Linked DNA regions of Mus musculus: all the other regions are linked to region 1. Evidence: chromatin contacts called from public ChIA-PET, HiChIP or PLAC-seq and promoter capture Hi-C data. All regions are on one chromosome and are shown on one strand. Each heading gives the region's core, a stretch centred on a gene start, on an enhancer-like site or on the middle of the called end of the contact. The rest is flanking DNA. Distances are from core to core; before and after follow the strand shown.

Region 1 (4,692 bases), core at 251-2,750:
CCCCACTCTTCAAGTGAAACACTGGCTCTGGCAAGTATTGAAATCGATTTACAACATCATAAAGTGTGTTAGTTTTCTATCCGTATGACTTGAAATATCAACTTACAAGAATACATTTATTTTTCTACAGTTTCATATGTTTCCATTGAGGGCTGCTTGGTCCTAGGGCTTTGTGTCTGTAGAGAGCAAGAGCATCATGGTGAAAAGCATTTCAGCAAAGTGAAACAGATGACATTGTGTTTACAGGCTGCAAGCAAGAAAGACAGAGGGTGGTCAAGTCAAGGTTCCCACATCATGTTAAAGTGCTCACTCCTAATGTCCTAACTTCTACCAGGTCCTGCCTCTTAAATCTTTGGCATATGGGTCCCTAGGGAACATGGAATCCAAACTATAACAGGAAGTAAATCCTAGATATTAATACAAAGATACTGTGCTCTACTTCTGATTTAGGCATTCAGTCTTGAGGCAACTCGAACTACTTTTTTTTTTTTAAGATTTATTTATTTATTATATATGAGTACACTGTAGCTGTCTTCAGACACACCAGAAGAGGGCATCAGATCTCATTACAAATGGTTGTAAGCCACCAGGTGGTTGCTGGGATTTGAACTCCGGGACCTCTGGAAGAGCAGTCAGTGCTCTTAACCACTGAGCCATCTCTCCAGCCTCCCTGCCCCCCCCCCCCGAACTAATTTTATCTTCTATTAAAAACGGAACCTAACACTTAAGCCCAGACTAAAGGCCTTTCAACATAGCACCTTGTTTAGTTCTAGTAATAAGGTAGCCTTGTATCCTACTCTACTCATCATAAAACTGAGGTGCACAGAGGAAACCTAGTTAAGTACTAAGTGGTGGACTTAGAATTTTGAAGCAAGCGTTTTGTCACCAGTCTCCCTCTTAACCATTAATCACCTCTTTCTCTTTGAAATGCTAATATCAGAAATTGAGGTTTTAATGAGTGTTAAGTAGCTCTCAAAGATCAGATTGGGTAGAAGATATTCCTTGTGAACCCAACTCTCTACTTCAGCAGCGTGACTGAGCCCTGGGAGGTTAACGCTGAAGTCAGAGTACAGGATTTCTAAGATTAAGGTCAAATTTTTGAACCTAAGTAATTTCCCTCCAATTCTTAAGTGACGAATCTGCTGCCTATCCCATGAGTCTTGCAATTAGCTGATTTGCAAAATAATCAAGTCAGGAGAAATTAAATCCATTACAGAACCACCTAGTCCACAGAGAACTCTATATAAATCAGGTTATTTGGCAGGGGGTCCAAGATATAACCCAAGCCGAATCTGCAGCTCTGGCGTGGAAGACAGGGGGCGGGCAATCGGCGACCATTTTTGTTTTGCGGCCGTGCGCTCTCAGCGCATCTTGACTAACAGGACCCCATGGAGGAGGCGGGGCCTATCCGGGAGTGGGGCGGGGCTGGGAGGCGTGATGATTCAAATGGACTAATGACTAGGGCGCATCTGACAGGAGTCACCAATGAGCGGGCGTGCTGGGGCGGAGCGCACAAACCCTACGGGGTTTGGTTGCACCGCGGCTTTGGCGCATTTTCGGCTGGTTTGATTCATCCATTTTGAAGAGACGGGGGAGCGGGGGGCTCGTCAGATCCAGGGACCTCAAACCAGCAGCCGCCGACTCTTGAGAAGCCAGCAGCCCGGGGCTCGGCAGCAGCGGCCCCGCCGGCCGGAGCGGGGGGGTGGGGCGCCGAGTGCGCGGGGAGGGGGGTCCTGGTCCTCGGCTCCTCGACTTGGTCGCGCCTCGACAGCGAACATGTCTCGGCCTGTCAGGTCAGTGCGGAGTCCAAGGCCCGGGGCGGGCCGAACGGGCTGGGGTGAGTGGCGAAGGACCTGGGCAACGGGCCTGGAGTCGTGCTCCTGACTACCACGCGCGGCCTTCTGTCGGGGGCCGCGCGCGCCCTTGCGCGTGGGTGCTCGGCGGCGCGCAGGATGGCGGCGGCGCGCACGGGCGCGTCGCCTCCACCCCGCAGGGTCCGGGTCGGCTCCGCGGCCGCCCCCACCTCCGCCATGGCCCTGGCGTGGGCTTGGCGCGCACCAGGCACACCATAGGCCGCACCCCTGGGCCCTGTTGGAGCCTACGGCCGACCCGGGTGCGAACACGGAGGACTCGGTCCTCCAGAGGCTCGCCGGCTTAGCGTTTTGGCGAGCGAGTTGCTTGTGCCCCGCCGCCCGGCCCCGCCTCCATTCTCGGGGTCGCGGCAGGCCCCGCCTCCTAGCCCGGCCTGGGCGGAACCCACGTTTTCCTTTCCCCTTGGGGCAAAAGTGAGTTTTGACACTGAGCCCCGTAAAATAAGGGCCACAGCCTCTCCCCACTTGGGAGTTCTGAACGCATTAACCCCAAGTTTTCTCTTTCCACCGCTTGCAGACAAATGCCCTTCCTCCAGGGACGTGCTTGTTAACCCAAATCCCGTGTGGTTCTCGTTCCCCCTCACCCCGCAGTACGCGTCTCTTGCTACTTCTGTAACCCTCTCTTTCCCCGTGTGACGTTAATCGTAAATGGACTACGATCCACTAGCGATCAGACTTTTATTCACATGGCTTCAAGAAGTTTTCGGTTTCCCCTCACTCGGTGGGCTCCCCTTTAATGCCCTCCAGAGCTGTTGTATAGAATGTGGCTTGGGTGGAGGGTGTGGTTTAGTCCAATCTATTAAGGCCTGAGAGACAGAGGGACAGAGACCGAGACCAAAGTCAATAGATGTTACTTGTAAAGGAGCTTTACCTGGCCCCATTGCCTTTAGTTCTTAACTATTTTTACAGTTATGAATTCATTTCAAGTTTTGGTATCGAAAGTATCCCAATACCAAGGAGAGGTTTGGATCTGGCAACGGTTTTGTGCCCCACTATGTCTCCTTGACAAGATAATCTATTGGTGGTAGATTACCACCCCTCCCACTCGCGAGAGGGAACTGCGGAGGATGAATTACCTACCAGCTTGCTTTTTCCATTCTGTTTTAACCTGCACCTCCAAATTACCATGTCTTCTGTGTGATGTTTGGGAAGTAGTCAATATGACTGTTCCAGGTTATAGTGAGTTCTTTGAGGACATAAATCTAACCAAACTGTACCACCAACTCAAATTACTTTTTTCTAGACAGGGTTTCTCTGTGTAGCCCTGGCTGTTCTGGAACTCACTCTGTAGACCAGGCTGGCCTTGAACTCAGAAATCCGCCTGCCTCTGCCTCCCGAGTGCAGGGATCAAAGGCGCCACCACTGCTCAGCTGAGGTCTCTTGTATAATAAATTAGTTGGTCCTTTTGCTAGAAAGATATGTCTTTTCTTTTAAAAAAAATTTTTTTTAATTTGGGGAGAGGGTGTCTCATGGAGCCAAGGCTCCCATGGAACTCTTCTGTAGATCAGGCTGGTTTGAATCTGCCTCTGCCTTACAAAAAGGTGAGACACTACTACTACTGGCTCATTTAGCTTTGTAACTAACTGTTCCACTTGGTGGCTATTGAAAGTTAAATTAAGTAAAGATTACTGGAAATAAAACTTGTGTTTCTCATTCACACAGTACTTCAGATAGGGTATGGGTCTGCACTCTGCACTGTGCTTTTAATGCTAAATAACTCCTGGTGGCTTGGGAGCACCTCAGAAATGTCCCCTTATGCTGGGCGTGGTGGCACACACCTTTGGTCCCAGCACTTGGGAGACAGAGGCAGGCGGATTTCTTAGTTCTAGGCCAGCCTGGTCTACAAAATGAGCTCCAGGACAGCCAGGGCTACACAGAGAAACCCTGTCTTGAAAAAACAAAAAACAAAAAAAAAAAAAAAAAGAAGAAGAAGAAATGTCTCCTTACTCCACAAAATAATAGTACTGTTTTCTAAAAGAATTGGTGTGTTTTTGTTTTTGTTTTTTTTTGAGGCAGGGTTTCTCTGTGTAAGAGCCTTGGCTGCCTGGAACTCCCTCTCTAGACCAGGCTGTTATCAAACAGATCTGCCTGCCTCAGCCTCCTGAGTGCTGGAGTTAAAGACATTCCTAAAGGCACATGTCCTAAAAGGAGTTTTTGATGGATTTTTGTTTTCGTTTGTTTTGTTTTTCTTTTTCTTTTTTTTATTTATTTATTTTTTTAAAGAACATTTGCCTTCTTTATTTTTTTTTAAGATTTATTTATTTATTATATGTAAGTACATTGTAGCTGTCTTCAGACACTCCAGAAGAGGGAGTCAGATCTCGTTACGGATGGTTGTGAGCCACCATGTGGTTGCTGGGATTTGAACTCTGGACCTTCGGAAGAGCAGTCGGGTGCTCTAACCCACTGAGCCATCTCACCAGCCCTTGTTTTGTTTTTCTCAAAGGGAATAAAAAAATTAGGTGGCAAACTTTGACAGCAGACATCATGTGTCCAAGTGGCCTACAGAACCTAGATTTTATAGTTAATAGAGTCCTGCTCGTTTTCCAACTCCACAGTGACCACTTTACTTTCCTGTATGTATGTGGGTGTGAACTACCACCTGTCTGGTTAAGGTCAGAGGACAACTTGTGGAATCACCTCTGTTCTTATTGGTCCTGTGGATGGACTGTAGTCTTGGCACAAGTGCCTTTAGCTGCTGAGCTGTCTCACTGGCCTTTTCCTCTGCAATGTGTGTGCCCATGTACTTGTGTGTGCCTATATACTCGTGTGTAAAGAAGCCTCTTAATCATGCTTTGAGGTGAGACATGCCCTGGGACAC
Region 2 (4,703 bases), core at 218-2,717, 510 kb after region 1:
TTCTTAAGCATTGAGCCATCTCTCCAGCCTTCTCCCAATTATTTCTAAAATATAAAGTACTAATAAAGACTAGTTTTGTGATGTCGAAATGAGGTCTAGTTATGTAGCTTAGGGTGGCCATACCCTTGGGATTACCCTTCCTTGGGCTCCTGAGCGATGGGATTACAATTGTGTCTTCCCATGTGTATCTCATGCAGATAGATTCTTCCTCCAACCTAAGGTTTCTCTCCACTGATCCCCTAACTAGAAATCTTTGTGATGACTCATCCTGCATTGCTTTGTTAGAATAGAGACAGGGTCTCACTATGTATGTAGCCTTGTCCATTCTGGAACACACTCTGTTGATCAGGCTGGCTTTGAACTCACAGAGACCTTCACGCCTCTGCTTCCAGAGTACTGAGTCTAAAGGCATACACCACCACACCCAGCCCATGTTCTATTTTTAAATAGTGCTCTTACACTATCAACCTTTTTTTTTTTTTTAATTTCCATTTGTGTTCTCACTTCTGTTTTACCAAGCCTTTTGGAAAGCAAGGGGAATACAACTTTGCAAAGAAGAGAAATGGCCAGAATGTGCAAAGGGAGGCGTAAATGGGAAGGAACACAGGGCTCCTTTTTTGCAGCTAGCCTACCTTAAAGTGCAGGCTCATTTGAATGCGTGATCTTTTAAAAAGTGCAACAAGTTACAGGTTAAAGCCTTCACATTTCACATTGAGCCCAAGTTACTCAAAGTTCAATCAGGTGAAGAGGTGACTGGTGTCAAGTTCTGTCCCGTTTGTGGCTTGTGTGTCATGGAGTCCGTGACAGTCTGCGTCGATGGAAGTCTGGCACACTGACAGAAGCCTTGTTAAGATAATCAGTTTAGAAGGCTACTAACTTCAACTTCCCCTTACCCCTGCCGACTGTACAAGAAATCAACTGTCCTTTCTCTTAGGTCTCACCCACCCTTTCACACCCCTACCCCCTTTCCACATCTAGAGCAGGAAAAAAAAAAAAGAAAGAAAGAAAGAAAGAAAGAAAGAAAAGAAAAGAAAAAGTAGACTGTAACACAAACAGTAGAGTTTTCACTATTCTCCGGGTATTTTCAACCAATTCTCTATTATCTGTTGTAACCATTTGGGGTAACCACAGACATATTTTGTCCTCGGCCTTATTTCCTTCTACTTATTAAAATCTTTCTTTCTCCTAGATTTGAGGTACCCCATTTCTGCCGGGGTTCATACTCTGCGGGTTCTGCCTTTCCTTAGGAATTCGTGTACAGTGCAAGAACACCTTTTAAACGAGAAGAGTGTAAGCACAGGGATCAGTAGGGTCCACCCGCTAGCTTGCTTCCCTGTGGGCGTTGTGGCATTCCACCCAGCCCAGACTACAAGTCCCAGGAGCCCGCGCAGCGACGGTGCCTCTGTGAGCTCGTCCCTGGCTCCGCTGGGGAGCGGAGTAAGGTTCTGGCCGGAGCCAGGCGCTCTGGCTGCTCAGCCGCGGCAGTGACGGAGGCTGGAGGCCGCGCGGAGCGCCGGCAGGGGCGTCGGGAGGCGGATTCCGCCTTCTCTGAGCGCTAGGGGGCGGGAGGAGGGGGCCGGGCCAGCGGCTCAGCCAGCCGCGAAGACAGCTGGCTGAGCGATGGAGGCCGACGGGCAGTCATGGGCCGGCGAGTCCGTGTCGGGCCCGGGTCCCGGAGGCGGCGGAATGATCCGCGAGCTGTGCCGGGGCTTCAGCCGCTACCGCCGCTACCTGGGACGGCTGCGGCAGAACCTGCGAGAGACCCAGAAGTTCTTCCGCGACATCAAGTGCTCCCACAGCCACAGTTGTCCCTCCTCCCCCGCGGGCGGCGGAGCGGCCGAGCTTGGCCCTGCCGGCGACGTCGCCGAAGCCCCGCTGCCGGCGGGTAAGGACAGGCCCGATGGAGAGAGGAAAATCGGAGGGTGGCATCTCCGTCAGCAAAACAACTCCAGGAGGAGGCGGCCAGTAGGAGAGGGCCGCGGGGCGGCGCGAGGCCTGGGCCTCGGGGATCTTAGATGAGGTGGGAGGATACCCTGGGGAGAGGTGGCAAGGGCTCGAGACCGGGAGGCAGAATTCGAAAAGGCTAAGCGGAGAGGTGAGAAAGTTGCTTTGAATTGGGGTGCTTGGTATGGGGACCGAGTCCCCGGTTAGGTGTTAGGTTGGGTGTTTCTGAAGTCTCTGGGCGCCTTCGGACTGCACTGGTATGTGAGTGTGTGAGCGCGCGGGGTTTGGGTGTGTAAAGTGCTTGCAATCCAGTCAAGAGGCAGCCCTGCGAAGATGTCCTCTAAATAGGATTTGGAGTTGCCAAAGAAAAGGATATTTAATGGGTGTTAGAAATTAATTGGTCAGAGATGTTACTTATGGTGAAGGAGTTAAGAAATGTTTTGTTGTTGTTTTTGTTGTTGTTATTGTTGTTGTTGGGAGTGGAGTGGAGTGGGGCGGCCCTGAGCCCTTGAAAAACTTGCCCTTCTTGACTTGATTCCCCCCTCTCCTCCAACCCCTCGGGATGTATCAGAGGCCTCAGATCACTTTAAATACTGCAAGATCTTTGATCCTCCTTGAACTGCAATTGGTGGGGAACTAGAGGGTTTAACTTTTACCACCTTCTCCTTAGGAAGTTGATGAGAGAAGCCACTGACTTTCCATGTGGGTAGGTAGACGGGGCACAACCTAACAGCAGGTATGTCCTTGGTTTGCCTTTAGTGATTCTCGAGCTGCAGTGTAGATTAAAATAACCTCAGGAGTGTATTAAAAATGCCATGTCTCAGGTTGTGTCTTATGGATTCTGGCTGTGTAACCATGGTGGGGGGGTCCTAAGAGTCTAATTTAGCAAGTCAAAGATATTGGAATCTGATACAGGTGTTTTATTATCACTTAAGGTGAACTTGTGAGTTGGACCCTATACTCTTTGTTGCATGTTTAAGAACGTTGTCTGAGACTACAGAAGGGGGTGTTTAAAGACATGCTGGTAAGTCCTGATAGGGCCCTCAATGGTACTGTTCTATTGCCCAGGATAGCAATTTAAAGAGCCCTTGTTTTGGGTCAGCATGATAGCTTAGCTGGTACATGTACCTGCTGCCAATCCTGATGCCCTGAGTTGACCAGGAGAGAACCTACTCTTGAAAGTAGTCTGCTGACCTCCACATATAGGCCACTGTGCATACACACATGTGTGTGCACTCGCACACACACACACACACACACACACAGAGTATAGGTATTTTAAAAAAAAATTTTTTTTTTTTTTTTGAGACAGTGTTTCTCTGTGTAACCTTGGCTGTCCTGGAATTAGTTCTGTAGACCAGGCTGGCCTCGAACTCAGAGATCTGCTTGCCTTTGCCTCCCTGTGCTGGGATTACAGGTGTGCACCACCACCTCCAGGCAAAAGATCTTATTTTACTTCAGGACATAAAAAACACTAGAGTGATAACTACTTTTCTGAAGTTGTGCTTTTGACACTTCTAGACGCTGTCTAGAGCAGTTGGTGAGGCAGCTCATATTTTTCAATGGACCCAGAGTTTGGCAGCAACTTCTTCCGTCAGAAGCTTTGCTTTAAAAGCCCTCTGTTTCTGCCCTTACTTTAAAGTGACTGTTTCAGAGTTACTCTTAAAAACAAAACAAAACAAAACAAAAAACCAAAACCTAGAAAACCAACTCAGAATAGATTTAATTTAGAGAGTTGGAGATTTTCAAAATTTGAAGCATCTTGGTTGGCTTTTGTTTTCTTTAAAGGCAAACCTAAGACATACAAAAACACCTTTGTATTTTGCTTAATTGGCTTTTCTGGTTGACTGCATCGTGATCTAATTTTTGCATATTTAAACTTTCTTCACCCTTTGGAATGTGCCTATCTCTATAAAATCCGAGGAGGACACAGATGAGAGGGTATGGAACAAATTGATTTTGTTCCATACCAGCATTTTACATTTTGAGGGTGAGGCTGCACCAGAGTTTTTAAGTACCTCTTTCTGTGTCTAGCTGAAGGATGCTGTTGTCCTGGTTATTTAAGTAAAGGTGTTAGAAAGTAGAACCAGTCCTTAAAGGACAATTAGCCCTTTGTGCTAGCTGGAGCTTTTTGGTAAGGTCAAAGTCACTTGGAGGTTGTCTCAAATTTCTTTTGTGAGTGTTGGTTTCTGATTAATAGGGACTCAGAACATGACGGAAAGGGGCATTCAGTTCTTAACCTAACAAGCCCTCCTCTGCTTAATGCAGTGTAGTATTTGAGCAACTGAAAATTAGAGACTAACTATAATTTGAAGACACTGAACTAAAGAGGTGGCAACCTTAGAAATCAATTTATTATATTTTTTGTATGCCATTTGTCATAATATATAATGACATTTTTAAAAATTTCACTTTCAACCACAGAGACCTGGGAAGAATGCCAAACCTCTTATTTTGATAGATTTATATTCACTCAAGTCAGTGGCTGAGATGGGAAGATTGTATGTCCCAGGTCAGCCTGGGCGGTGTACTGGTGGTGATGATAGTGATATAGATTAAGTAGAACTCTTAAAATGTTGTTTTTGAAAAGAGTTTTGCTTGTACAAAGAAAACTGAAACATAAAAGAAAATTCTTTGGTTCGGTTCTCCCTCTGTTGTCCAAGTCATTTTATGTAGCTGTGGGGGAGAAACCTCTCAGTCTGTTGTGTTGTTTTGTTTTGTTTTGTTTTGTTTTCTTCTTCTGCTAGAGCATTCAGAAG
Region 3 (4,766 bases), core at 1,227-3,726, 270 kb before region 1:
AAAAACACTGAAACTAACAGAAGAGAAAAGAGCCTCGAAAACATGGGCACAGGGAAAAGTTCCTGAACAGAACACCAATGGCTTATGCTCTAAGATCAAGAATTGGCAAGTGGGACCTCATAAAATTGCAAAGCTTCTGTAAGGCAAAGGACACTGTCAATAGGACAAAATGGCAACCAACAGATTGGGAAAAGATCTTTACCAATCCTATATCCAATAGAGGGCTAACATCCAATATATACAAAGAACTCAAGAAGTTAGACTCCAGACAATCAAATAACCCTATTAAAAATGGGGTACAGAGCTAAACAAGGAACTCTCAACTGAGGAAACTCTAATGGTCAAGAATCACCTAAGGAAATGTTCAACATTCTTAGTCATCAAGGAAACGCAACCAACCAGAGGTCCCAGGGTCTAAACCACCAACCAAGGCATATACATAGAGGGACCCACGGCTCCAGCCTTATGTGTAACAGAGGATGGCCTTTTCAGGCATCAATGGGAGAAAAGGCCCTTGGTGAAGGCTCAATGTCCCAGTGTAGGGGAATGTGAGGGCAGGGAGGCAGGAGTGGATAGGTGGGTGGAGGTACACTCTCATAGAAGCAGGAGGAGAGAATGGGATAGGGGGCTTCTGGGGGGGATAGGGAAAGGGGATAACATTTGAAATGTAAATAAAATATCCAATAAAAAAAAAGAAAAATGTCTGGATCATATAGCAAAGAGACTCTGAGGCTTTCTAGCCCCTGGGCTAGAAAGTTTAAGGTTGGGGATAGGGTATGCCAGGTAGGATTTGAGGAATGCTGGGAGAACCTGGGGGCCAGGTCTGCTTTGGTAAAATATGTACCTTGGCTGTTTGTTCCAGAGTAAGAAATCAAACACTGTAAAGGAAGCACTATTGGATCAGAGAGGAGCTACAAGCCATCTCTTCTCTCCAGACTGGCCTTGAACTCATAATCCTCCTCCTCCTGTCTTCCAAAGACTGGAACAGTTGTTTCCAACTGTGATGACAAGAGGAGGCACTTGCCTTTGTTACCTTGGCCTGTTCCAGGTAAGAGGGTTCTAGGCACACAGGCATGCTAACAGGCCATAGAGTCCTTTCTCCTTCAGTGAGCATCTGAAATCACTGGTAAGAAATGGGCCTCATCATGTCACCCAGGATAAAAAATTAAAATAAAATAAAATAAAATAAAATAAAATAAAGGTGGGGAGGGGGCAGAACCTGAGTAGACACAGTGTGACCAGGACAATTCACAAAGCAGATTTCAAAAGTCCTGTGTGGCCTGAGATCTTGTCCAGTCTGACTTATGTCCCCAGTACCTAGTCAGTGCCTGGGATGTAACGGGTCCTCAGTAAATGCCCTGTGAGTGAGTGAAGGGCAGGACTGTCACCTGGGATGCTGTCACTGGGGTGCTGTCACCTTTCTTTCCTCAGGGTGGCTGCAGAGGTGCTCCTAGAGGATTTGGAGCAGAGCAGAGGTACTTGGGCATGCCTTCTCAGCTCCGTGTGATGAAACACTTCACCACTTCTGAAGCTTGAACATCTTTCTGGCCAGGCAGTGGTGGCACACGCCTTTAATCCCAGCACTTGGGAGGCAGAGGCAGGCAGATTTCTGAGTTTGAGGCCAGCCTGGTCTACAAAGTGAGTTTCAGGACAGCCAGGGCTATACAGAGAAGCCCTGTCTTGGAAAACAACAACAACAACAATAACAAAACAAAACAAAACAAAACAAAACAAAACCGGCTGGCGAGATGGCTCGGTGGATAAGAGCACTGACTGCTCTTCCAAAGGTCCTGAGTTCAAATCCCAGCAACCACATGGTGGCTCACAACCATCCGTAATGAGATTTGACGCCCTCTTCTGGTGTGTCTGAAGACAGCTACAGTGTACTTACATATAATAAATAAATAAATCTTTTAAAAAAAAAAACCAAGAACATCTTTCTGGTTGTTACCCGCAAAATTTCATTTCTCCAAATAAATCTCCTGTGTCTCTTGAAGTTGATTATGGAGCCCATTTATTGACTGAAGTTGTCTTAAAGAAGGCTTTGACATGTTCAATTCATGTGGTAGCTCATTTACAAACAGTCAATGGTTGCTTTGATATTTGGAGTTCGAAGAACATCTGGCTGTGAGCATTGTGGTCTCCACTGTGACCTTGGCACCTGGCCACAGCTGGCTCAACAAAAAACAATCTTGTGTTTATGGAAATAATGTCCTCTACTGCCTCTGCACATCCTTTATTTATTTTATTTTTATGGAGACAAGGTCTCATGTACCACAGGCTAGCCTCGAGTCAGTATGTAGCTGAGGCTGGCCCCAAATTCCTGATATGTCTGTATCCACCTCTCACACAGGGGAATTAGAGACATGCACCACCATGCCTACCTTCCTTTACTTGACTTTAAAGTCTGTTTCCTGTTTATTTGAAAGAGCAGGCACACTTCCTGTAAGTGCCAAAAAACTGTATGCCCGTCTCACAACTTCATTTGTTCCTCAGAACTGCAGATGCCCTGTGTGACTCCAGAAGCGGTTAGAAAGATCAGGCGTGGTTATCTCCATTTGCAGCTGAGGTGGCCAAGAGATAAGAGTTGCTTAAAGTCGGAGTTAGCAAACAACAAAACGGGGTTTCCACACAGAGCTCAGCTTCGGAGCCCAACCCATCCACTTACTACAAGAAAACGAAATTCTTGACATTTTGGGTTATATCCGGTAACTTCAAAGGTAAGTGGTTTATAATCTTGTTACAAATTTTTCTGGGAAATGACAATCTCATGCTTTAGTTAACAAAAATCCATTTATTATGATAATTTCCTCACAGGTAAAAGTGAGCACCTCCTAAGAAGGCTGCCATTTGCTTGGTTTGTAAGATTGATTTTCCTACGGGGAGCTTTGCGTAGGACTTTGAAGTTTTTGTTTTATTTGCTTGGTTGATTTTTTGAGACATGGTCTCACTAGGTAGGTCAAGCTGCCCTCCACTCTTTATTTAGATGGTTTTAAAATCCCTACTACTATTTGTGTACTGATGAAATCGGAGGTTTTGCAATAGAAGTCATATTGTCTGAACGGTGCCTTTCAGTTCCTGATTTAACTCTCTCTCTCTCTCTCTCTCTCTCTCTCTCTCTCTCTGTGTGTGTGTGTGTGTGTGTGTGTGTAAGACTTTTATTATGGCATGACTTACTGTCATTAATGTTTATATAATGTTCTACATCTGCATGTTATTTCTAAATTAGAGTGTACTGTACATGAGCTGCTAATTGCATTATAGCTGTTAATAATGCGTTGCTAAAGGAAATTTCTTCAGGACAAAGATAACTGCTGATCCAGGTGTGGAGCTACACACCTTTGATTCCAGCACTTGGGAGGCAGAGGCAGGTGGATCTCTGTGAGTTCAAGACCACCCTGGTCTACATATCGAGTTCCAGGCTCGTCAGAACACAGTGAGGCACTCTCTTAAAAACAAAACAAAACAAAACAAAACAAAAAAACCTACTGGCAAAAATTTCATAGCATATTACTCATTTCTGTTATAAACTCGAGAGGGAACTGGAAGGAGGGCTCCATGGTGAACACTGGCTGCTCTTCTAGAGAACTTGAGTTGAATTCCCAGCACATATATGGCAGCTCAAACCATCTGTAACTCAAGTTCCAGGGGACCCAAGACCCTCTTCTAGCCTCCCTGAATACCAGGCACATGCATGGTACACAGACACACATGCAGGCAAGACACCAATGCACATAAAAACAAAATCATTTTAAAATTAAAAATAAATTCTAATATAAACTCTTATATATGTACATTAATTATATATAATATCTTAATTATATATTATATACACATATTATACATTATATATTATATGTGCACTAGTATATACATTGTATATAATATACAATATATTCTATTTATTTATATATAATATATTTTTACATTATATACTCTATATATATATATATATATATATATATATATAAGATTTATGTTGTTTCTTTCAAGAAACATAAGGAAAAAATGTTAGACTCAAAACAGAAAATGAAAAATCTGTCTGGGGAAAGAAGTGAAATAAAACTATTTGAATTATTGACTAAATGAAGGGAACAAGATAGACTGTGCAAAGAAAGTATTGAATCTGGTAGCTGCTGACATGGGTATGTCCTAGAAACAGGAGCAGAAAGTGAATTCACTTGTGGGTCTCATTCTCAACAATCACTGAGACTTTCAACAAAAGCTAGACTGTCCTCGGCCACTTTGTGGAAATACCCGTCCTGCGAGTGCCCTTGGTGAAGTTCCCTCAAGGAAGAAGTCTTTGCTCTATGAATAATACAGGTTAAAAGTCTGGGAAATAGAATAAGCAATTAATTTTTTCAGACAGTTTGGTAACAAATCACGTAGAAACTGTTTCTTACATTATGAGTTTTCAAAGAGGTCTAAGCTTTTACCATCTCCTTGACAACAACAATGGAAAATCAATCAGCTGAAAACTAGAAAGAGTCAAAGGTAAAGAGAATTTAGCACTTTTTTCCCAGTAAACAAGAAACTGAAATAAAACATCAACAGTTTAAAATTTTAAATGTGACTTTGAAATATCTATTTCCTAATAACCAGATTCTATCTGATAAGGAAAATTGGCCTGCTACTGTTATCCACACAAACACAAATCTCTTGTGGACAAGACAACATCTGTCATCCCAAAGAGTATCTCAGAAAGTCTGGAGTCAGGCTTGCTGGTACAAACCTGTAGTTGCAGCTGTGAAGGCCAAGGAAGGCCC
Region 4 (4,438 bases), core at 1,798-4,297, 410 kb after region 1:
TGACCCAGGTCTCTGGCTGGAGGTGGGTGGTGAGCTGGGTCCTGCATCTGCTCTTCTCCCAGAGGAAAAAATGAGATCTGCCCCAATAGTCCTGGGGAGTAGATACTCTTGTGTCCTAGAGACCCCTTATGGTTCTCGGATACACAGAAAACAAATGCATTAGCTCTCTCTGTTCTTTCTCCCTGCCTCTCCATGTCATGCCTAAGACTAATCTATGTCTCACCCACCACTTCAAAACCCAAGTGGCTTCCTCTGAGCACCCCCTGACCCCTGAACTCCTGAACCAGATAAGATCCAACTTTTCTGCCATATACCTGTACTTCACACCACTTTGAGAGGTCTCCCACTTTCTGTCCTAGATTATAGAGGAAGCTTATTTTGTTTTTATCTTCTTTATTTATCTTATTTCTCTTGTTAGGCAGAAAAATTCTCGAGAGTGGGGAACTAATTAGTAGTCATCCCCCTTAGATGTGCCTGATACCTGCCTTACCCATTCCCATCCCATTTCCCCCACTGCACATAATACTTGTCACAGCACATTCAGACTATGGAGTTCAGGAGTTCAGGAATGGATACTTATTCCCGGTGACTGCACAGAAGGCTCATTTTCCACAAGAGTCTTTAAATCCTTGGTTCCCAACCTGTGGGTCATGACCTCTTTAGAATTGCAGGGCCTTTTCTCAGAAGTCACATATCAGAGAGCCCCCGTATCAGATATTTACATTACAATTCATAACAGTAGCAAAATTGCAGTTATGAAGTAGCAACAAAGATAATTTTATGGTTGGGAGGTCACGACAATACAAGGAATTGCATTAAAGGGTCAAGGGATTAGGAAGGTTGAGAATCATTGGGCTAAGTAGTTGGTGACTGGGTGCAAGGGTTAGAAGAAGTGCTTCCTCCTAAGACTAGAGCGTGAGGCAGACAAACTGAATGAGGGTGACTCAGCTCAGCTTAAACGTCCTAACAAATCCTCCAAAGAGCTAAGCCCAATCTTTAAGTCACTGAGCCACATCCCAGGTCCTCCCTACACAGAATGAAAGTTAGTTCTGGCACTTGGTTGTTCTAATCAGTAGTTCTGTAAACAATTGTTGTTAATTTATTTCATATGTACAGCCTTATGCCAGTATGCATTTCTGTGCAGAAGATACATGCTTGATGTCGTTGGAGATCAGAAGAGGGGGCCAGAACCCCTGGTACTGGAGTTATGGCTCTTTGTGGGTCATCTTGTGGGTGCCGGGGATGAAATCCTGGTCCTTTGGAAGATCAGTCAGTGCCCTTACCTGCTGAGCCATCTCTCAGTTCTCTCCATGGTTCTGATGGCTCACTCCTCTGCCTGCAGGTCTGTTTGTTTGCCTCCTGTGTCCATCCATCCATCTGGTCTGTATGAATCCACTGTGCACCTTTATCTGTTCAGCAGTGCCCTGGGTATTGGGGGTGTTTAGGAATAGTGATAAATGTCTAGATTGAGTCTTAAAGGAAACCTTGGGCTCCTCTGAAAAAAAGTCTTCATCTTATGAGGAAATGTTGATACAGCTAGCTAACAGACATGGGTCTTCTAGTAAGCTTTAAAAGCCCTATCTTTAGAAAGCAACCCCAAACTATCCTCCTCTCATCTTGGCTAGGGGCTCCCTCCTCTTTTCATGTCAGTCAGGTCTAGAACCCAGGTCTCCCATCCCTGAGCCTGCTCCTCTGACACATGCTTTTCATTGTCCTACTCTGCCTGGACAGACCCCAGGAACTGACAGACAGGGCGCACAGAGAGCAGACTGGTTGAGCCTTTTCTATTTTCACAGACTACTCAGAGTGGAGAGGCAAGCTGGCAGAAGATAGGGCACTAAACTAGCTATACAGTTTCCATGGACCGTCCGAACTTAGAGAAGGCTGATTCCCGGTGGATGGTCTCTGGCTACAGAGAGCTCCAAGACAAGGAGATACCAGTTATTCCCTCTGAAAAGATTCAAAGGGCAAACAGAAGTAGGAAAATGGGCAGAGAGTAGTTTTTTTTTTAATTTGATAATTGAGGACGTAGTCCTCTTTGATCCTCTGCCAAGTCCTAAAGATACAGCTAGAGATGAGGTCCTGCAGATGAGGGAGGGATGCCTGCCCGGAATAGCTAGAATTAGGGAAGTCCTCTTGTCCTGTACTCTTTCCCTATAGGCCAGTATCTGAATTCCAGGCTTTCTTGCCAGCTGTGTGGCAGAAGTAAACTCACTTTCTACATCGGAAAGGGGGGTCTGGACATAGCCTTCCAGGCCCCTTAAATGCAGCCAAATCTTATGCCCAACCTCCTGCTCTTTTGAAAAAAAAAAAAAATCCACTGGGAGGAAACCCTGGGACCAAGACACTCCTTACAGATTTAGGAGCTCGTGGATGTAAGTCCTTGGAATGTGATGTGCTTTTTTCACAATTTATGGAGATCCACAAGGCCACCACATCTTGAGGGAATCCACGCAACCCTACAAAGTAAGGATTTCCCAGGCCTGTTGGATTCCAGAATCCAATTAAGGTTGGTGGAATCCAAGCAGAGTGAACATGGAGTCAGGACAGCTCTCTACCAGTGCTTAGCTGGCGTCAGTCTCCAACCCATTCCATCTCCCTATTCACTTTCTCCTTTATGGACCTCAAGAAGTTATCAAAAGGCTTTTCAGATTTTGAGCTTGGAAGAAACAATTTACTGCATGTGGAGAAATACTTCGGGACTTTCTAGTGCCCTTAGATTGTCCCTTGCCAACCGAGAACACAGCACAATAGCACAAGGTTGGCGTCATTCAGAGACTAAAGCAATTCAGAGAGCCTTCAATCCTAAAGACTGGCACTTCGGTATTAATTCGGCTCTGCCTCCATTCTCGCATTCCTGGGCCTCGGGTCCAAGTGGGCGGGGCCCCATTCACACCTTTCCGCGCCTAGCCAAGGGGAGGAACGGGGCAGGAGAGGGTGAACCAATGCGAGAGGTTTTGGTCACGAGCCGCCGGCAAGTCGGCCAATGGGACGCAGGGGCGTGGTCAGGACATTCCCCCTCGAAACGTTTTATAGCAATTCGGAACGCGGGGCTTTCTAGCGTGCTCGGGTGCGGCTGTGACCTCTGAGCCCGCGGCTCAGCGCGCGCTGCTACTGCTGCCCGACCCACTCCACCTCGCGGTCCCCGCACCATGGAGTCGGTGGCCTTACTCCAGCGCCCGAGCCAGGCTCCCTCGGCCTCCGCCCTGGCCTCGGAGAGCGCCCGGCCGCTGGCGGACGGGCTCATCAAGTCGCCTAAACCTCTGATGAAGAAGCAGGCGGTGAAGCGGCACCATCACAAACACAACCTGCGGCACCGCTACGAGTTCCTGGAGACGCTGGGCAAGGGCACCTACGGGAAGGTGAAGAAGGCACGAGAGAGCTCGGGGCGTCTGGTGAGTGTCCCTCGCGGCTCCCGGCTCTCGGGAGCTCACAGCGCGTCCCTTGCGGTGTCCTCGGCTGCGTTGCCAGGCGCGCGCATTTTAGATGTGTCTGTCCGTGGTTTTCAGGACAGTGCTCATCTGTCCTGAACCTTAGCTTCACTAGATGCCTGTAGTTTGAGAAGACGGAGCTTAACTTGAATTTTGACGGGAACAAACGTCAACAGAGTAGAATGGAAGGAGGAAGTTGAAAGCACCAGTTCTTAGTAGATGGATGAGGTGTGGAGATCTTTAACTCTGACTTGACACTTTGGGGCCTTTCCAGCCGAAATGAAGCTAAGTTTGGTTGGGATAGGTTTTTATTCTGGGAAATGTAAAAGCAGGCCCAAATGTCAGGTCCACTCCCAGCACTCCAGCCACATCTTTGGATGTGAGGCCTTTGGGGAACTTGCCCTTTTGATTTACGCATGTGTAATCGTAATAATAATCCGTAACTCTGAGCAAGTTCCTCCATCTCTGTTTTCTGTTTCCCCTTCTGCAAAAATAGAGAGAACACAGCCTGTCTCACAAGCTGCTTGGAAAAAATAAGATATAAATGTGAATGCACTTGAGCCCTGATCACAGATCCTGTGTTGAGAATGAATACTCCTATCTGGAAACCTCCCCTTGGAAGGACAGCAAATTTACCAAAAGTTACACAACAATGTTTCTTCCACTCTAGTTCAGTGGGCCTGAGTATTAGCTGGCTACTTGTTTAAAATGTGCAGTCTCTCATTTTCCACCAAGGGAACTATTTTATAAAAGGTCTATAATTCACATTTTCGCAAGGCTCAGAGCAGGTGGTTTAGGGAGAACATTTGGCAGGTCCAGTGGATGCTGTTTGTAAGGGGGTGTGTATGTACAGCCATCATTTGCCCTATTGACTATGGGAATGGTCCCCTCCCCTAATTGTTTGCTTTTGCAGCCAGTAGCTGGTTTGAAATTCAAGAAGTCATTTCATTGGTGAAGGAGAGTGGATGTTGGAGAAAGGAGTGGATTATAACCCCATCAATAGGAGC
Region 5 (4,596 bases), core at 1,519-4,018, 430 kb after region 1:
TCACCTCTGCCAGCCTAAGGAGTGAGAACAGCTACTCACTAAGCCAGCAGTGAAGGCCTCCTCCACCAGCCAGCCCAGCCCCTTATAAAAGGGAATCTGAGAGTGAAACAACAGACAACTCATTACCTAATAAATCCATCAACGTTTGCTGAGACCAGACTATTGTTCTTGATGCCATAGAAAACACAGGAGTGGTCCCCTCCCTCCACGAATTTATGTAGAATAGAATTGAAGCTATAAACCAACACCTACAGGCTGATGGCTAACAATACAGAGATGGGGATGCTGAGGGTGGGAACCAGGGACAGAACATGTGGCAAGATGTGCAAATCTGTTGTTTGTAAGGGGACCACTGTGTAGATAAAGCACTGGGTAGATCAGCTTAGGAATGAGCTGGACACTAGGCTCCACAGCCTAGCAGGTGACAGGTGGTGCTTCGTAGTCCTATACCCTACCTCACAACCGTTGTCACCTTGCTCTCCCTTGGCTACCGCCATGAGAGGACATGCCCAGGTCAGATATGGGTGGGTAGAGTAGGCTAATTCCTTCCTTGCCAGACATTTGAGGTGGGCAGCGAGCAGATAGTTTGGCTATTGTAGTTGTTCTCTTTACCTGACTATCTTTAGTGCCTCTTCTGTCTTCCACAAGGCATGCTATGACACCTTAAAGCCACTTCTACAGTCCCCTCACATCTACGTGTTTCGGCAAGAATCAAAGGTCATGGCTCATAAAGATGCTTGGCAGCCATTACATCTTCTCTACAGACCCCTCTCCTCTGCCTCAGCTGGGCCAACTTGGGCCACCTTACCATCTGTGTCCCATGTCCCTTGAGATAGTCTGTCTCCATAGATCAGTTTCTCCCTCCCCAATGTGGCTTTAAGCAAGATCCAGCCTCAGGCTCCTCATGTCCTCAATAGCTACATTAGAAATGTGACCTCTTTTTACTCATGTTAAATTGTGTGTGTAAAGTCATGCCATCCCCATTTCAGATTAACTTAAGGAAAAAAAAATACTGACCAGCAAGTAAGTCACTGGTTTTATGTTACTACTGCTTTCCAAGTGTCAGAGTGTACACAGCCCAATCTTCTTTCCCTATGATATAAAAAAGTCATTGGGTGGTGATGGCACAAACCTTTAATACCAGAACTCAGGAGGCAGAAACAGGTGGAGCTCTGTAAGTTCAAATCCAGCCTGGTCTATGGAGCGAGCTCTAGTACAGCTAGAGCTACTCCGAGAAACCCTGTTTTGAAAAATCAGAAGAAAAAAATTTAAAATGGAGCCTGACATGATGGTACATGCTTATATTCCTAGTATTTGAGAGGAACAGGCAAGATCACAAGTTTGAGGCTACCTTGGCCTACAGAGTGAGAGCCTGTTTATAAAAAAAAGAATATATAAAAAAGAAAGAGAATATTCACATGATTATGCTGAGTATGGGACTGGAGAGATGCTGCAGCCATTAAGAGCGCTTGTTCTTACATCAGACACAGGTTCAGTTCCCAGCACCTACGTGGTGGCTCACAACTGTCTCTAACTCCAGTTCCAGGCAATCTGACACCCTTTCCTGGCCTCCAAGGGCACCAGGCACTCACATGGTGCATACACTCTCTCTCTCTCTCTCTCTCTCTCTCTCTCTCTCTCTCTCACACACACACACACACATACACACACACACACACACACACACACTCACACACACACACACACACACACACACACACACACGCATTCACGCACGAGAGAGAGAGAGAGAGAGAGAGAGAGAGAGAGAGAGAGAGAGAGAGAACATGCATGGATATTCATGTGGGTAGGTGGATGTCCATGCCCATGTTTAAGTATGTGGAGACCTGAAGATTGGAGTTTTGACTATTGCTCTCTTCCCTATTCCCTTAAGACAGGGTTCTCACTGAACCTGAAGTTAGGCCGGCAGCCAGCAAGCCCCAATGATTCTCCATCTGCCTCCCACAGTCCGGGTGTTATAGGGTCACAAAGGCACACCCAGCTCTTTACGTGAGTGCTTGGCATTTGAACGCAAACCCTCATGCTTGGAAAGCAAGCAGTCTTGCTGTCTGAGCTGTTTCCCCAGGACCCTAAGTCTATGCTAAGTATGTGCGCTTCCACCAAGCTACACTACCAAGCTACACCTTTAAGTCCAAATGACTTTTGTTCTGATATAGAAGGGGAGATGTTTAACTAGAATTTTTACCCAGTGTCTCCCTCAAACTCAAAACTGAGTAAGTGTCCTGTATTTTCGTTTTCCCAATCTGGAAATCCTAACATCAGGAAGATTGAGGTTAGACAATAGGAAGATCTTGGGCTATTGCCTTGGGCTACTGACCCACAGGATGAGAGAATCTCCCATTCTGGACAGCTTTAAAAAGGTGAGTGTGGCAAACTGGAAGATGGTAGCACACACCTTTGATGCCAGCACTCAGGAGGCAGAGCCAGGTGGATCTCTGTGAGTTTGAGGCCAGCCTGGTCTACAGAGCAAGTTCCAGGACAGGCAGGGCTACACAGAGAAACCCTGTCTTGAAGCACAAAACAAAACAACAAACCAAACCAAACGAAGACAAAACTGAGTGTTCCCAGGACCTAGTGGGAAGCCTTTAGACATTTAGGGCTATCTTTACAGCCAAGAGACTCATCTTCTGTAGCTGAGCTCAGGAGGATTCACATAAAACACAGGAAGTGGTGGAAAGTGAACGAGATTATCAGTGGAGTTCCTGCCAAAATGAGGAAGTGACACTGGGTGGAGGCAGGGGACGCCTGAAGTCCCCAGAGAGGATGTCAGAGCAGGAGGTGCTGAGATCATCTGGCTACCCCACCCCCCTCACTTTGGGCCAAGGGGGGTGGCTGAGGGTGTGGAGCTGTGGGGTGAATCTGGAGGGTTGGGTGAGCCTCAGCAAGTAAGTATAGCCGGGGCAGCAGGAGTTCAGGCCTTGGGAGAAAAATCTTAAGATATGTATTTGGGGGTAGAAATGACCCCCCAAAGGGAAAGAAAGGTGGCCTCAGGATACTCAGCAGAGCAGGGGCTGATGTGAGTCTCTAGGGTCACCATAGGGAGCTCTGGGGCTCTCAGTCTGGTAAGAGAGACAGGTGTGCCCTAGAAATCAGGTCGTCAAGCATGCTTTGTTTTCTTCCTCCTTTAGTGCATACTGGGTGTGGTGCTGAACCCCGGGAGTCCTGAACTAAACAGAATATACACTGCCCTTCAAAGCCTGGAGGTCCAGGGGAGGAGAGGTAAGTAAGTCCTTGTGAAATTGTAACTTTTATAAGGTGAAGGACTTCTTGTTTCTCTTTTTCTTTCTTTTTGGTAGATAGGCTTATAGCTTGTGCTGGCTTTGACCTTGACCTTATTCTGTAACTGAGAATGACCTTGAATTCTCGATCCTCCCCAGCTCCCCCTCACAGGCGGGCATTCCCCCATCATGCCAGGTTTCTATAGAGCTAAGGACCAAATCTAGACCTTTGTTTTGGGTCACTGACTCCCTTCCTTGGTGAGAGTTCAGATGTCATTCCTGTAGTGCCCCTCCACGAAACTCCATCTTTAGACCCTACTGGGTGCTGTCTGCTACCCTACTGGGTGCAGATCTTTGGATAGGTAAACACTCTAACAACTGGATAACAGCCACAGCCTGGGCTGGACTTGAATTTGCCACCATCCCCACACCTCTGCCACCAGAGTGCTGTACCAACAGCCTAGGCCAGCCTGCACAGGAGTCAAAGGTCACCACCTGACCCCAATGTACCTCTCCAGCTGCTGCCTCTGTCCCCCACACTGCTTGCTTGCTCTGTGGAGTAAAGTAAAATTAACTGGCTAAACTGGGTGTGGTGGAGCTCACCTTCAATCCCAGTCCTTGGGAGGCAGAGGCAAGCAGATCTCTATGAATCCAAGACCAACCTGGTCTACAGATTGAGTTCCAGGACAACCAAGGCTATACAGAGAAACTGTGTCTCAAAAATAAATAAATAAATAAATAAATAAATAAATAAATAAATAAATAAATAAATAAAACAAATTAGCTGGCTTGGAGAATGACTTAAAATAAGAATAACTTAATAGCTTTCTTATTGTTGGGTTGTTTTTGTAGCCTTGTCTGTGCTGGGACTCACTCTGTAGATCAGTCTGGCCTCAAACTCACAGAGATCCACCTGTCTCTACCTCCCAAGTGTTGGCATTAAAGACATGTGCTACCATGCCCAGCCTAGCTTCTCTATTTTAGCTCCTCCCATACCTACCACAAGCTGGGAGAAGCTGTTGGGTGCTGGCCAGTCTGGCCTGGAACTCTGGACCCTCCTGAACAGGGTTTACAGGTGTTCTGTACCACACCAGGCCTCTTGGGCGATTCCTAGGAGCCAACACTGGGAATGGTGATTGGGGGACGGGGGGTGGGAGGGCAGGTGTATTAGGAGTTAAATGAATTCCCTGATAGACAGACAGACAGACAGACAGACAGACAGACAGACAGAAAGGCAGGCCCAAAATAAAGAAAAAGATGGCAAACTTTGGCTTCTTCCTCCTGATCAGAGACAAAGGTCTAAAGGCCTGGTGAGCAGAGACCTGGATGTGTTGTTTCCATAATCCTGGGCCTGTGA

What was found. ChIA-PET counts read pairs in DNA pulled down with a chosen protein or histone mark. HiChIP or PLAC-seq counts read pairs in DNA pulled down with a chosen protein or histone mark. Capture Hi-C pulls out chosen DNA fragments and counts their contacts.
Region 2: a contact with region 1 is called in a promoter capture Hi-C map of adipose tissue. The contact joins the promoter of Dstyk here to the promoter of Nucks1 in region 1. A contact is called at or near these places in 1 of 484 Hi-C or Micro-C datasets (CD4 T cells), 2 of 115 datasets of contacts at active chromatin or transcription factors (extraembryonic endoderm stem cells and memory CD8 T cells) and 1 of 9 other capture datasets (adipose tissue).
Region 3: a contact with region 1 is called in a promoter capture Hi-C map of liver. The contact joins the promoter of Ctse here to the promoter of Nucks1 in region 1. A contact is called at or near these places in 1 of 39 promoter capture datasets (the C10 cell line), 3 of 115 datasets of contacts at active chromatin or transcription factors (embryonic stem cells, large pre-B cells and memory CD8 T cells) and 2 of 9 other capture datasets (adipose tissue and liver).
Region 4: a contact with region 1 is called in an RNA polymerase II ChIA-PET map of memory CD8 T cells, with 10 read pairs. The contact joins the promoter of Nuak2 here to the promoter of Nucks1 in region 1. A contact is called at or near these places in 2 of 39 promoter capture datasets (the SN4741 cell line and neutrophils) and 1 of 115 datasets of contacts at active chromatin or transcription factors (memory CD8 T cells).
Region 5: a contact with region 1 is called in an H3K27ac HiChIP or PLAC-seq map of extraembryonic endoderm stem cells. The contact joins the promoter of F730311O21Rik here to the promoter of Nucks1 in region 1. A contact is called at or near these places in 1 of 484 Hi-C or Micro-C datasets (pro-B cells) and 1 of 115 datasets of contacts at active chromatin or transcription factors (extraembryonic endoderm stem cells).

The regions. Positions count from the first base shown.
Region 1 is chr1:131,908,958-131,913,649 of GRCm38.p6, forward strand. Nucks1 (nuclear casein kinase and cyclin-dependent kinase substrate 1) reads left to right here and starts at 1,501. Exons shown (of 7, transcript NM_175294.3): 1 at 1,501-1,793. The coding sequence starts at 1,777.
Region 2 is chr1:132,415,986-132,420,688 of GRCm38.p6, forward strand. It overlaps Dstyk (dual serine/threonine and tyrosine protein kinase), which reads left to right and starts at 1,468. Exons shown (of 13, transcript NM_172516.4): 1 at 1,468-1,885. The coding sequence starts at 1,621.
Region 3 is chr1:131,635,838-131,640,603 of GRCm38.p6, forward strand. Ctse (cathepsin E) reads left to right here and starts at 2,477. Exons shown (of 10, transcript NM_007799.3): 1 at 2,477-2,720.
Region 4 is chr1:132,313,078-132,317,515 of GRCm38.p6, forward strand. Nuak2 (NUAK family, SNF1-like kinase, 2) reads left to right here and starts at 3,048. Exons shown (of 7, transcript NM_028778.4): 1 at 3,048-3,395. The coding sequence starts at 3,153.
Region 5 is chr1:132,339,162-132,343,757 of GRCm38.p6, forward strand. It overlaps F730311O21Rik (a long non-coding RNA gene), which reads left to right and starts at 2,769. Exons shown (of 4, transcript XR_878527.2): 1 at 2,769-2,906; 2 at 3,150-3,240.